Regions from separate parts of the Mus musculus genome. Here region 1 is linked to region 2. The links are chromatin contacts, called in public HiChIP or PLAC-seq maps. All regions are on one chromosome and are shown on one strand. Each heading gives the region's core, a stretch centred on a gene start, on an enhancer-like site or on the middle of the called end of the contact. The rest is flanking DNA. Distances are from core to core; before and after follow the strand shown.

Region 1 (4,268 bases), core at 1,589-4,088, 33 kb after region 2:
TTGGGGGGCCTGAAGCTCTGCTGCACAGGGGTCTGCTGGGTCCCAAAGTACAGGTGCTTGCTACCAGGGTGTCTTGATATCTCTACAGGCACACCACTGGCCCCTCTGATCTTATTTCTAAGTCTCTGTTACAGAACCTGAATCATACCAGAGGATAGATCCATCTCACGTCTCTGCCCACGTGCCCAGAGACACTTATGAAAAGCATGGATGCCCATGTCCCACATGAGGTAGTCCCAGAGCATTCTACAGCAGAAGTTTCCTCAACAAGGTCTGTCTCATCAGCCCAGAGACGTTAACCATTACACATTCCAATGTCTGACTGTCAGGCACAGATAAGGGCTGAAGAGTGGTCAGACCGGACCAACTGGTCAGAGCACAATGAGGAGCCCAGGCTACAACACTGGTTGGAGCCAAACTAACTGAACAGATTATTGCCAATGATCTAACCTCGGACACCAGGAAGAGGACTTGCTCATTGGGAAGCTAAAAACTCAAGGGAATAGGTCCGGATGGGCTCCAGAACATTCTCTGAGGGTGGCAGCGAAGTCAGTCAGGCCCTCATGGCCCCAGGATAGTCCGCCACAGTGCTAGGCAGCTCCCTTACAGGGTTCCACCCTCTTTGTGCTGAGTTCCCTAGGCCTGCATTGCCAGGGGGCACATTCTTCAACTAAGCAGGTTGTGACTCAGGACTTCTGGGTGTGTGAGCCTGCACAGAGGTCAGCCCAGCGGGCCTATCACCCCCTTTTGTGCAAAGTTTGGTGTGGCTTGGAGTAACCTCCAGCCTTGAGGAACACCTCAAGATAGCATAGAGTCCAGATACCTGCTCCAGGACCTCAGAGAGGGGAGACCTTCGCTCTCAAGGGAGTTTCCTGGTTTATGAGGGCCAGCAGTTCCGGTCATTAGGTGGGGCTCCCCAAAGCCCTGCCTCCACACCCCTTCTTCCCCACAAGATTCATTTGATCACTAGCAACAGGCACCACGGGCTCTGCTGTGGGCATCAGGTGCTGCCTGAGAGTGGACAACCAGCCTCCCAGTGACTAGGGTCTGAGCAAGCAGGCCTGAGTCCACCCGTCACAGGAAGCAGTAGGTATCAGGTGAGGAAGGGATCACCTCTATGCTTGTCTTGGCGGGTGTCTTGCTTTTCTGGGGGGGGGGGGGAAAGAACTCAGAAACCTGCTACCTTTGAAATAGCACAAGGTCTGGTTAGGCTGAGGGTAGGTAGGTGAGGTTGGCAGCAAGTCTAACCCAGAAATGAGTACCTGACCCTGGGCTGACAGAAAATTTGGAGGAGAGGCTTAGCATTGTACTGAGTGGCTCACATCTTAAAGGGATCACTGGGTGACATCCAGTACAAGTCTGGTTCATTGTGAGGGACTCGAAAGAGATACCTGGAGAAGGTAAGGGCTCACACAAGCCTTGGAGAATGCGTGGATTGAGAGAGGCTGGGGCCATGGGTGCAGGCCTCAGACCCAACTGTGAGTCAGACATCCTGCCTGGAAGGGATTACAGAACTGGGTGTTCACAGCTTGGAGATGGAGCAGGGACTCCCACCTCCTTTTCCTAGGTCAAACAGTGCTAGTCCTTTGAGAGGGTCTTCCGCAGCAGTCACAGAAGACAGGCTGCAAGAGCAGGAAGATAAGGTGGGACTAGAGAATTATGACTCCTCTTTTCTGTCTGTCTAGCTCAGGCTGCTCACACTTTCTCTAAAGTAGCAAACTGAGTGCTACTGGTAGGTGGGGACCAGCGGGAAGAACGGCTCCTCCTAGTGGCTGTCTTTTTACTTGCACCTTTACCACCATTGGAACCTGGGAGTCCTAAGGGGCCTCCATGTCTCCAGGCCTTGAAACTCTCCCTAGTACCAGGAGCTGGTGTTTCTGAGGCCTCAGAATCTTCCGGAGACAGCTTCCAAACAGCCTGAAGCCTCCTGTAGGCATGTGTTACCACCATGCTACTCAGGATGCCCTCCTGAGTGACATACAGTTAGAAGTCACAACTTCTAGATCCTCTGTTCCCTACCACTTGTTCTTAGGATAAGGGAGGGAGGGCTTTAGACAAGAAGAACACACACACACACACACACACACACACACACACACACAGAGAGAGAGAGAGAGAGAGACAGAGAGACAGAGAGACAGAGAGACAGAGACAGAGACAGAGACAGAGACAGAGTCAGAGAGAGATCAATGTTACTTTAATCCCAACATTCATACCAGCTCCACCATTTCCAAATGGTAAAACATTTTGAGCCCCATGTGGAGGCCGGATTTGTTTGAGCCTGACCTTAGCCCTCTTGTGCTAGGGGCCCTTGAGGAACAACATCTCAGCTCCAGCTCCAAGCAGATTCTTTATAGGCATTGTGGCCTCTTGTAAAAACCTTCTGCACCTCAGCTCCAGAGCCATGCCAACTTCAGAGCCACTGGGGGTGCTCTGACCACCACCTATGGACTCCTGCCTAGCAGAGTCCTTCAGAAGGCCAGACAAGAGTGATATTAGTGGACAGGCAGGCTGTTGAGGCCAGCAGATCACCTCTCTCCATCCTCAGGGGACTCACCAAGCTCCTACTTCATCACCAAATTACAGATGAGTCTGAAACCGAGTTAGGGACTAGCTGTATAATACACAGGGCCTGGGGATGATTTAAAATATGGTACTTGTGCTAAAAACTGAGGAATTTCAAGAGGTGAAGAGGATATTCAGCCTAGCACTGTGGTCCTTCCAGGTGCCCACCAGACCACTCTCCATAGTCATTATGGCTTCTTGTTAAAAACCCTCTGCACCTCTGCTCCAGGGCCATGCCAACTTCAGAGCACCAGCCTCAGGCCACCCTTGAAAACATCATGGTTCCATGTGTGCAGGAGGACCTCTAAAGGGAGACGGAGAAGGCAGAGACTGGTCCCTTCCTGATCTGCAGCTGCCCCGAATCACTGAGAGATGCAAGGTTCTGAGCTCTGTGAGCTGTGGCTGCCAGTTAGTGAACCACTGATATTGCAGGAGGAGCTACCCTTTGGAATCATGTTGGGGACTCCAGGCTGAGGGCACAAGAGCAAGAGGGTCTATTAGTCACCCCTGGAGGAGTGGGCTGGTCTAGTAACTTGTGTGCAGTCTGGGCTTAGATACAGCAGGAGGGCTGGCAGGCTCTTGTGGCACAGTGGCATTAGACTCAAGTTTAAGAAACTGAGTTCTGGCCAGCAGTTGCCATCTAGGGAAGCTGTGGGGGAGGGGGGAGGTCCTGAGTTCAGCGAGTCAGTGGCTCCCAGTCCCCAGCTGAGAACCCCACCCTTTCTGCTCACGGGGTGGGGGTGGGGTGGGGGAGAAGCCAGCCTGCCAGGTGTTTCAGGCCCCAGGCAGGTAGGATACAGAGGCCAAAGCAGCTTCATGGCCTCCTCCTTTCCACTCCCATGCCAAGGGTGGCCAAGCAGGCAGGTAGACAAGTCTGGGCGGGCATTGATTCAGCATGGAGGAATGCTCAGGCTCTCCCAGCTATGCCCTGCCCCTGCCTGCCCCTACCTCGCCCTCAACCTCAGGCAATACTGGCCTGGTGCCCATGCCAGCAAAGCTCCTTCAGCCTAGACTTGCTGGAGCGCATGCCCACCTGCTGGTGGCCCTGTGCCCTGCATCCCCAATTCCCTCCTACATGACCTCATAGCCCAAGCTACTCTCGGACCTGAGGCTACAGTGAACCAACTGGACTACCGTGTAGAAGATGGCAGGTCTTTGGAATGTAGAGAGCTATGATGGGTCCTCTGTGCAGGAGATAAGACATCCCCAAAAATGAGAAAAGGCCTTTAAGTTCTAGAAAAAAAAAAAAAAAAAAAAAAAAAGGACAGAAATCTTCCAGATATGTAGGTTTGGAGGGTCCCAGTGAGCAAGGGCCAGCAAAAGCAGGTACCAGGCTGCCCCCAGGCCAGGCCTGGCCTACTTGGCTGGGGTTGGGAACTGGGAAAAGTGGCAAGAGTTGGGGCTTGCAGCAGCTAAGTCAGTGCTTTGGCCAAGGCCCAGAGCCTCTTTCTGCCTGGCTTCCTGGCTAGTGTCCTTGCCCTGGCTACCTTAGGCTACTTTCTTGCTTAGGGTGGACTCAGTACTGGCTGCTGACAGGTGAAGAGTCAGTACATAAAGGACCACCCCTCAAATGACCTGGATTCCACAACTATCTCCTCAAAGCTGATAGGAGCATGAAGATGGGGCACGCCTTAAACCCCTTCAGCACCTCTGCCCCACTTGATGCCACAGCTGGGCCCAGTCTCATCCCAGACCTCATCACC
Region 2 (4,751 bases), core at 1,138-3,637:
CAACACCCTCCTCACCCTTCCCACCACTTTAGTCTGGCAAGTTCGACTCTAGCCATTTTGACCAGTGAGTGTGAGTATCCTTCAGGCTCTAATTTGCATTTCTCTAATGGGCTATCAAGTCATGGGATGCGTTTATTAAGATGCTTCCCTAATTATTTGTGGGGTTCTTTGTCTTGTTACTGAAGGGAAAGAATTCTTGTATGCATCTTCTCCCAGCCTGTGGCTATTATTACTATTACTATTATTATTATTATTATTATTATTATTATTATTATTATGGTGATGATGTTTCAAAGAAGATGTTTTCTTTGTTGTTATTTTTTAGGGGGTTGTTTATTATTTTTATTTTTTTTTAATCTCTGTGGCCCAGACTGGCTTGGAACTCACTACATAGTCATGGCTGGCCTTGCACTCATGGGAATCCTACTGCCTCAGCTTCTTGAGTGCTAGTATTAGAGGTATGAACAACATCCCCGTTTTTTTTTTTAAAAGAAGATTTTATAAATGTGTTGATTGTTTGTCTATAATTCCATTTTATGCTGTATTTTAAAATATATTTTTGCTAATTTCAAGGTAAGTGTCACAGTTAGCTTAATTGTCAACTTGACAGGACCCTGAGTTAACAGGCAAGGCAGTATCAGTGGGGGACTAGCAATATTGGATTGGTCTGGTGGATGTGTTGTCTTGATTAATTGATGTGGGACGACCCAGGCTATGGTGCCCAGCACCATCCATTAGGCAGGGGCTCCTGAGACAAACTCCATGTGAATGTTATCCCAGGTATATTATAGGAGTTGACTTGCTGACCGGACTGGAGAGATGTTTATGCCTCAGACTGTATTGGTTTCTTTTCTTACAGTCTTTGCCTGGCTGTGGAGTCAGTTCAGTGCTGCCCTCTGAACAAGCTAGGAAGAGCCAAGCTCCTCACCTTTGAGGAACAATTCCTTGGCAGTTGCTGCCACACTTTAGGTGTGAGAGGAGTGTGCCTGCAGAGCCTTGAAGGAGTTTTCTCTGTATGCCTGTTTATGTATGTGCAGGCCAGAGGATTCCTCAGGGGCTATCCACCTCCTTTGAAACAGGGTCTCTCATTGGCCTGTAACTGGCCAAGGAGGTTAGGCTGGCTGGCTACTGTCCCAGGGATCCACCTATCTCTGCTTCCCTAGTATGGGAATTACAAACACACACCTGACTTTGTACAGGGTTATCTGGGATTAATTTTGGTTTTTTATTTTTTTATAATGAGCATGATCCTGATCTTTATAATTGTTAGGAAAAAATTGGCTCAGGACCTCCCAAGACCAAGTTCTCAGCACAAGGGAGGTTTATTTGCCCCAGAGGGACAGAGGGTAGGTAATAAGAGACAAAGACAGGAGATAGAGGATGAGGCAGAAGGGAAGGGAGGGAGGAGGGGCATTTGTCCTGGAGTGGAGACAAAGGGCTGCCTCTGGATAGAGAAGGGACAGATGTGGCCCATAGAAAAATGGCAGGTTATAAAGGTACAAGGGGAAACCCTGAATTAGAATGAGGTGTTTAATTTTGTTGATTAGGTGAGCCAAAGGGGGCTTCTAACTGTTGGACTTCAGTACTTTGATAGCTGGACCTTGGTAGTCAGTCTCAGGAAAAGGAAGTAGTCAGATAAAGGAATCGACCTTGGTGGCTAGCCTTAGGAATATAATCTAAAAGGTTTCTATCAAGGCAGAGAGAATTGGGAAGAAGGGCAAGGCCTACCAGAGCCACATGCTCAAGTGGGCGAGTGTCCCTTCAATAATTGTTAAAAAACAGAAGGGACTACAAGAAACCACTCCATGCTCCTGGCTAAGGTAAACCATCCAAACCACTGAGGACAGATGTTGCCCCAGTAGCTTTATGTCCATGAAGGAAGTTGACACTGTACTTAAGAATATTCCTTCAGGACTGGGAAGATGTCTTGGGATGTGAAGTGCTTGCCTCTCGAGGAACTGAGTTCGGTAGAGTGCTCACTTAGGATGCACACAGCCATGGGTTCCATCCTTGGCACCACATAAGCCGGTGTGATGGAGCACACTTGTAATCACAGCACTTGGGGAATAGAGACAGGAGGATCAGGAACTCAAGGACACCCTCAGCTACAATAAGCGTTTGAAGCCAGCCTGGGCTACATGAGATCCTTTCTTCTAACAATGAATGAATGAATGAATAAATAAATAAATAAATAAATAAATAAATAAATAAATAAAATCCCTGACCCTTTCTTTCAACCATAAGTAAGTAAGTAGGTAAATAAATAAATAAGTAAAATCCTAGGTCCCTTTAAAGAAGTTTAGGTAACTGGCTCCATGAGAGTTCCTCTCCAACTTGTACTGAGTTAGGCAAAATTGCACATCACGCTGTAGCTTTGTTTACGCTGAGTTCACAATGCTTCCTGACTTCCTCCTGGAGGTCTCTGGCTCTTGCCTGCTAATCTCCGTGTTACATCAGTGTTCGGCTGCTGTGTCACAAATGCAACCAGACATCAAAGTGCCAATCCACCCATGCTTGTTGCTACACAGTAGTCAGAAGACCAGGCTGGGCTTCAGCTGCCTGTGCTCAGGCCTAGATCATGGGGTCTACCCCCAAGATCTTGTTTGTTTGTGGGTTGAACCCAAGCCCTTGTGGTTACAAGACTGATATTATAATAGACCTAAAAACAACAAAACAAAACCAGGGTACTGTCTGGACAGAGGGCTTAGCAGTTAAGAGTGCTTACTGTGCAGAGTCCATCTCCCAGTACTCAGTCAACAAAGCAGCATGTTGTGTGCCCCAGCTCCAAGGAAGATGGAGACAGAATGACAGCTGGGCTTGTTGGCTTCCACACTAGCTGAGAAAACCTGAGCTTCAGGTTCCTGGAGAGATCATACCCTAAAGAAGTAGGTGGGGGTGACAGAGGAGTCACCGCTCTCCTCTGAGTTCTGTGTACACACACACATGCACACTCATGTACAGACATAATGTGTTACTGTGTTTTATATAAAAAGAAGAGCTGTGTATGTATATGTAAGGTAGATCACATACGCCTGTATTCCCAGCACTGGGAAGCAGAGAAAGGACAGTCATTTGTTCAAGGTCAAGGCCAACCTGGGCTACTTGATATTCGGTCTGCAGAAACTGCACTTAGAAAAAGCTTGTGAGATTAGGCCAAACCACAGATGCCTCTCCTACCTCCAACTCCTGCTTGCTTTGGGCTAATGAATAATGTGCAGTGCTTGCCTAACATGCATGAGGTCCCAGGATCCCCAGAGTCTCCAAATTAATGATTATGAGAATGAAGAAGTGAATTCTGTTCTTGCGGGAGATTCTGTGGTGCTGTGCACTGGCCAGGGGTGATAGAGAGATGAAGTCTAATCCTTCCTGACATGGAGCTGTTGTACTCCTACCATGGAGAGACAGAGCTGAAGAGTTCTCTCACTTCAGACATCCCATGATCCCCCTGTTCACCTCTACCCTACCCCACATTCCACCCCACCCAGCGATGGCGCCATCACCTTGGTTTTGCCTTATGCACATGTCCAGGAGCTGAAATCACGGTTTACTGCCTTCTTTCACTCGGCCGCATGTGTTTCCATTGACTTTCATGACTTGATACGTTATATCCATCATATGGCTTCATCAAAGGCTATTTATCTATTCACTTCATAAAATACATTTTGTTTGGTTTGGAAATATGATAATAAATAAAGAATAAAGTGGCTATCTCATTTCCATTATGACAAAATACTCCCCCCCCAAGGCAACTTGGGAAGAAAATTATTTATTTCAGTCTACAAATTCCAGGTTACATTCCATCACAGCAGAGAAGTCACAGCCTCAGGAGCTCAATAGAGTCCCATCACAATAGAGTCCCATCACAATAGAGTCCCATCACAATAGAGTCCCATCACAATAGAGTCCCATCACAATAGAGTCCCATCACAATAGAGTCCCATCACAATAGAGTCCCATCACATGCACAGTCAGGAGCAGAGAGACATGCATGCGTACATGCCTGTTTGCATGGGCTCATCTCGGTTTCTTCGCTCCTAATTCAGGACGCCTTGCCTAAGGAATGGTGCCCCCCACACTGGGCTGGGTCTTCCCACATCAATTAACAATCATGACAAGCTATCACAGACACGCTCACAGGCCAATCTGATGGAGACAATTCCTCAACTAAGACTCTTCCCAGGAGAGTCAGGTTGGGTCAAATTGGCAGTTAAATTTAAAGAGTACAGGTGCTTTCACCAGGTGTATGCAGATTTCTGCGTGGAGGTCTGTGAATTTGCTAGATGGATTCTATGGTGGTTATGGAAGTTAAGAAATTAGAAGAAATCTCTAAACTGTCTTCCAAATGGGCCTTACTGTTCGGCATACTTATCAGTGGCGAGGGATGCTTTCTGCCCTATGACATCCTTGTCAGCCCTTGGTGATGTCATTGTTTGAACATTAGCTATACTAGTAGGTATGCAGTGGTATCTCATTTTCACTTTGTCATATGATACTGAGCATCTTTTCATATACCTATTTGCCATCTGCATATCTTTGTTGGTGAGACATCCTCCTATACCTTTGTACATATTATAAGCCATCTATAGGTTATGTTAGTGTTTGTAGATGCTGGGCAACTCCTCTCAACTGGGTTATGTGCTCGACCTCACCCACTTGTAATTTGAAAAAGAAAATCTTTATACATTTACTTATTGGAAAGAGAGAGGGAGAGGGAGAAAGGGAGAGGGACACACACACACACACACACACAC

Evidence for each region. HiChIP or PLAC-seq counts read pairs in DNA pulled down with a chosen protein or histone mark.
Region 1: an H3K27ac HiChIP or PLAC-seq map of the HPC-7 cell line shows a contact between it and region 2, with 6 times the contacts expected there. The contact joins the promoter of Syt8 here to the enhancer-like site in region 2. A contact is called at or near these places in 2 of 15 datasets of contacts at CTCF or cohesin (CD8 T cells and the NIH/3T3 cell line), 14 of 484 Hi-C or Micro-C datasets (CD8 T cells, CD8 central memory T cells, the HL-1 cell line and 10 more), 11 of 115 datasets of contacts at active chromatin or transcription factors (CD8 T cells, the HPC-7 cell line, bone marrow-derived dendritic cells and 8 more) and 3 of 9 other capture datasets (adipose tissue, liver and pancreatic islet).

The regions. Positions count from the first base shown.
Region 1 is chr7:142,433,996-142,438,263 of GRCm38.p6, forward strand. Syt8 (synaptotagmin VIII) reads left to right here and starts at 2,839. Exons shown (of 9, transcript NM_001285861.1): 1 at 2,839-2,944; 2 at 4,168-4,268. The coding sequence starts at 2,938.
Region 2 is chr7:142,401,339-142,406,089 of GRCm38.p6, forward strand. No RefSeq gene overlaps it. Among named protein-coding and RNA genes, the nearest start is that of Ctsd, 16 kb to the left of the region's middle. Within about 2 kb of position 2,388, at least 27 of the 459 cell types and tissues checked have an H3K27ac peak or open chromatin away from gene starts, as enhancers often do. A contact at or near this core is called in the HPC-7 cell line, adipose tissue, bone marrow-derived macrophages and 2 more, where this site is marked.